Linked DNA regions of Mus musculus: region 2 is linked to region 1. A link is a contact called in public Hi-C data. All regions are on one chromosome and are shown on one strand. The core of a region is the stretch at or near the end of the contact, and the rest is flanking DNA. Distances in the headings are between cores, read along the strand shown.

What was found. Hi-C and Micro-C count contacts between places; a contact is called where the count stands out from the background.
Region 2: a Hi-C map of centroblasts shows a contact between it and region 1, with 1.8 times the contacts expected there. The contact joins the promoter of Alcam here to the enhancer-like site in region 1. A contact is called at or near these places in 1 of 39 promoter capture datasets (pre-B cells), 1 of 15 datasets of contacts at CTCF or cohesin (CD8 T cells), 14 of 484 Hi-C or Micro-C datasets (B cells, CD8 T cells, bone marrow-derived dendritic cells and 8 more), 7 of 115 datasets of contacts at active chromatin or transcription factors (CD8 T cells, bone marrow-derived dendritic cells, bone marrow-derived macrophages and 4 more) and 3 of 9 other capture datasets (adipose tissue, liver and pancreatic islet).

The regions. Positions count from the first base shown.
Region 1 is chr16:52,417,415-52,419,969 of GRCm38.p6, reverse strand. The region is part of intron 1 of Alcam (activated leukocyte cell adhesion molecule); the gene reads left to right. Among named protein-coding and RNA genes, the nearest start is that of Alcam, 34 kb to the left of the region's middle. Within about 2 kb of position 1,274, at least 90 of the 459 cell types and tissues checked have an H3K27ac peak or open chromatin away from gene starts, as enhancers often do. A contact at or near this core is called in B cells, CD8 T cells, adipose tissue and 9 more, where this site is marked.
Region 2 is chr16:52,451,817-52,454,371 of GRCm38.p6, reverse strand. Alcam (activated leukocyte cell adhesion molecule) reads left to right here and starts at 1,291. Exons shown (of 16, transcript NM_009655.3): 1 at 1,291-1,979. The coding sequence starts at 1,907.

The sequences.
Region 1 (2,555 bases), core at 25-2,524:
TATTTTTTTCTTGCTAACACTTGCATCTCAATATATTTGCTTTTTTTTTTTAATTTGTGTTGCTATCACTCCCTGACCACCCACCATCATTTCTTGAGTTTACTTTTCTGCTCTTCTCTCCATATTTCTCTTCCATCATTTGTAGTTGATAAATATTTCTGGAATTTTAGAAAATTCAAGTCTAATGATATTACTTCTTGCTTAAAATGATTCAGCTGCCTCTTACCTCTACTCTAAAGTATAGAATTATTAACACCAACCATATTAGAACTCCTGGCACTTCTTTCTGCTGAATTTCTTCTTGTTCATCTGTTCTGTGCCATCTCTGTCCTCAAGGCTCAGCTTTTCCCCCACTGTCACCCAGCCTACTCTCTGAATGCCTCTGCCCACCTCACTTCAGCCTGGAAGACATCTTTGAGCTCCTAGCTGCTCTTCACGAGGTCCAAAAACCTTCTCTGAATGTTTTTCTGACACTCCTATGCTCCTCATCCAATCCTATGATCCCACCCTTAAACCCTGTGGCACTCTATAGTCTAACCACCACCCTACACACACCGTGTTGTATTTTCTACCTCAATGGAGGATTCTTTGAAAACTAACTCTTAAGATCTCTGAAGACAGAGACAACTTTATTTTTTTTGCCAGTTTGGACCAAATATAAAGTATGGCTAAAAATGAGTATAAAATAATTATACTCAAAACAGTGTAATTGTTGAATGAACAGAGTGGACTTTAATGAGAAATACTGAATTCTCCCTTCAGACGCCATTTCTTTTTCCAGCCTGACCTCTTCATCACTCTGCTACCTTGAGCTGACCAGTCTCTTTGTTTTTCCTAGGTCAGGAAATAGTGAGATAATTATAGTCCGTTCCACTTTGTTGTGAGAGTTAAATGGGTAAACATGCAAAGCAGTGAACTTTTTCAGAATGTGTTCTCTATAAATGTCACTTCCTCTATTTCCCATCTATATGCAGTTATTCTGTTGAGAAACCTCCATTCTGCCTGGGTGAAAACTTCATGCTACCTCACTGCATATTCTCCTTGGACATACAGATTGTCATTTCTCCCCCCTTTTAATCAGTATTCTATGAAAGACTATTGATGAGTCATTTTAATATTGGCGAGATTGTTATCATGCTTTTCTTCACGGATTTGTTGCTGCTGCTGATATTTGAAATGGTTTAGGGAAATAGTTGACCTACTGGTACCAAGAGACTGCCATTTTCCTGCTTGTGAGGCCAGAGCTGTGTACTGTGTTTGTGCTGACTCATCCTGACATCCTATTACTGTGTGGCTGTGTACATTCTTCCACACACAGTTCAGTGAATTCATCACACGTGACTGCCGATGTAAATCCTGTTTTTAAAGTGTCTCTAACTTGTCTTCTAAAAGGGAAGCACTAGAATAATGAGGTTAAAGGTGTGACTCTTGCTTTTAATACTAAAATACAACCATTACCGGGTATCTATTTTTACATGAGATTTCATTTTCGTGCATGGGGTGTTTTGTGTATTAGCTACCAGCAGTGGAAGAATTTACATGTCCAGAAAGCCTTTGAAGTTAATTCTCTGTTTAGAAACAGCTGAGAGGTTGCCTATGGTACAATGCACTTCTTGAATCTGCAGTCAGGCAAATGTGCTTCTTTCGGTCAGCCTGCACTCGATTCTATAGATGAAAACAAAACAAAAACAACATCATCAACAACAAAAACTAGTTAAAGACAGATCACACTCATTCCATGAAGCCAAGTGTCCTGAGGCAGCATGCCATGGTGGTGAGGAACTGAATTGTGTTTCGCAAGTCTGTGGTTCTATTTGGTTTGCTTTCCTAAGTGAATTCAGTGCCTCGCAGCTCATCCTCTTCACAATGTGACAGGGAGCTGACATTAGGAGGCTAACATCAGAATACAAATGAGGCGCTGAAAGTTGTGATTTTAACAAATAAACTCATGACAAAACCCAATAATATTCCCTATTCCAACTAAAGTAATGTCTGCTTTCTTAGTTACCGAGGTGTTCATACTAGGAAGCAAGAGCTGCTTGCCACAAATGGCACTTTCCCTGGTTCTGTGTTTTGAACAGCAAAGGATAGACTGTTTTTGTTTTTCCTTTCTCATTTACCATTTATCTATCTATTCGGAATATTCTTCTTACTAATAAATATCTCCTTTATTGATTTCTCTACCTTGGTTTCCTTGGAAAATTGATACTTCCTACCTTTTATTCAGATCAAATTCCAGAGCATGCAGTGGGTCTCTGAGTTTTGTAATTATTAGAGAGATTATTATAATGTATTTTATATACGAAACAAATACTTCCTCATTTTTCTCTGAAAGGGGGCACAATGTGACCTTACAGTTTAAAGTTGGTGTTCCTTATTGAACTCCTGGAAACCACAGCGATATCAGAGCCACTGAGTTAAAAAACAACAACAGCCACAACAACAACAAACCACCCACAACATGTGTAAACTTCCCAGCCATGACTTCTGAGTCTCATTCAAGTTGATGCTGTGTATTTTCATGGAGGTACTTGAGTAATTTGATTACTAAGACG
Region 2 (2,555 bases), core at 42-2,541, 34 kb before region 1:
CGAAGCTTCTGCCTGCACACTTAGACACCCCCCATATCCACTTGCAAGTAGCTGGTGGTTCCCAATCTTTTGAAGACAAAGTCCCGTGAGGCTAGTTAGCATTCCCTGCTGGAGACTGGCTTCACACAGGGGGTGACCCTGTGATGCACCAAAGACTATTTCATGCCCTTGCGAGGTGGTTCAGGGACCAGGATTTTATTATGCTGAGGGCATTAAGAGTTGTGATCCTGCAATCTTGAGTTAGAGCCACTTACGGTCCCAACAGCTCCACCCTGGTGTTTTAGAGGAAAATATTCCTTTATGCTTTCTGCATGAACTGAAAGCGACACGGCTTCCCGATGCTACGCCTAGGAGGTGGTTCAAGCTTTTGAAATTGCCTGAGAAGCCCCGTCCATCTGCTGGATGCCTGGCTTTCTGGAAAGGACCAGGAGGCGTAGGTTTTTAATCTGAGTAACTCTGGATTTTGTTTTGTAACTTCAAATCGTCACCTAATTAAAAGTAAACGTGACTTTTTTTTTCTTTAAAGAACGTTTTGAAAATCAGTGTGGCGACGTGTGTTATGGTCTAGAGTCCTAATTCTCACCGGGAAGGAGATGGGGGCGAAGGGGGAGCACAAAAATCTCTTCTGCTTTTCGGTACTGGATAGTTGATTAAATGATTTGCTTTGATAAAGTGTACGCCAGCCAGGACTAGGGGAACAGAAGAACGGCGAATTCGAGAAGGAGTAACCTTCTCTTCAAAGTGGGGGAAATTACTCTCAACCACCAGTAGCTGTTTCCGTGAGCCTCCGGGTGGAGAATCTCCATCTTTTCCACCTCCTCAGTCCTAGTCCAAGAGGACCCAAGGTGAGCTCTTCGCCCCAACAACTCTACAGAAGGTGAAGGCGGTACCCTCGTCGAGAAGAAAAATCCCTAAGGAGTGAGCCAGTGGACTGGGCTTCGGAGTGCAAGAAGACAGCTATGTGGCCAGGCTGGGAGGACAGCAAAAGATCTCAGATCCTATGTCTTTGGGGCGCTGAGAATCCCCTGGTAAGAGCCAGACACTGGCGAATCCAGCCCGTCACGCCCCCTACTCTCGATCCCGCTCTTCATTGGCCAGCGTGTCCTGTGGGAGGCGGAGTCGATGTCAGCCCCGCCCACCAGAGCGCGGGGGCTGGGGCATCAGGCTCTTCTCCCACCAGGGGCCGCCAGCTCTGCTCAGTCTCCGACTTGGTCCTGCAGCGCCTCTAGGCTGCGGATCGGCGCTCCAACCACCTGCTCCGCGCTGCCGCCGAGGAAGCTGGGCGGGAGAGAGGAGCGGGAGGAGCAGGAGGAGCGGGAGGAGCGGGAGGAGGAGACAGGCAGCTTACACACGCCTTCCCGTCCTCCACTCAGAGCAGCCGGAGCCCGCGGCCGCCGCCACTGCTCCAGCTGCCGCCGCTACAGCCTCTGCCTCGGCTGCCACCTGAGGAGACCCACCGTCGGGACCCCGCGGCGCTGCCCCGCCGACCCTTCTCTGCTCCCGGTGATCCGTGCACGGTGCAACTCTCATCACTCTTCTTATCCTCTCCTTTGCAAGAAGAGAAACTACTAGAAGACAGCATCCAAAAAGAAACCGCGTCTACCTTGACTGACTACTGAAGCGTCTCCTGGAATAAGAGGGTCGCCCGTCCTGGGAGTAGCTGCCAGAGACACTGAGGAAGGGTGTGGAGGGGGGGAGGGAGGAGTTGCGGGTTCCGCGTGGAGGAAAGTTGCGTGTGGCACAGACCCGACGGCGCAGCGCCACAGTCCCCGGGGGACCGTGTGTCTTGGAAAAAAGTCGCTGTCCCCCTAAGGCGAGACCCACAAGCGAGCGGGCCCCGTGGGCCCGGGGACGACGCCCCCTCCTGCGGCGTGGACTTTGTCGGTGGCCTTCTAGGAGGAGGAATATGGCATCTAAGGTGTCCCCTTCTTGCCGTCTGGTTTTCTGCCTCTTGATCTCCGCCGCGGTCCTCAGACCAGGTAAGCTTTTGGCCTCTGAACAGCCCCACTGTAGTGGTTGTTGCGGACCGGGGGCGGTTCCCCGGGAGGCCTGGGGCTGTGCGCTCTAGCGTGTGCTTAGCAAAGTATGGGAGCCATAAAGGCGCGCGGGGGACACAGATCTGTCCCTGGGAACAGTCACCTGTGTCACACGTTTTAGGCTTGACTGGTCTGCTCAGGTTTGGGCAGCGAGATTGAAAACTAAGCACATCTCCAGGAACTTTGGGTGAGGCTTAGCTTGAGGGTGCAGGACCCCCCCCCCCCCGGCAAGATCTGCTGAACTCTCTCCCCCGCACCGTCCCTCCAGTCTCTTGGTATCAAAGTACAATTCACTGCACTCAGAGCAGTTTCCTTTCGCTGGGCTTTGAGGTGAAATAACTGCTGGCACTTTGTCACGATAAATCCCCTAAGTAACTTCCTCTTGGTCATAATGTGAAGACCTGGGAGGAATGGCAGGGGATAAGGAGGGTTTTGACTATCTTTTTTTTTTTAATAATAATAATACTGAAATAGAAGCTGCATTGTCTAGTGGGTAGCTAGTGTAGGGTTGATGGCAGC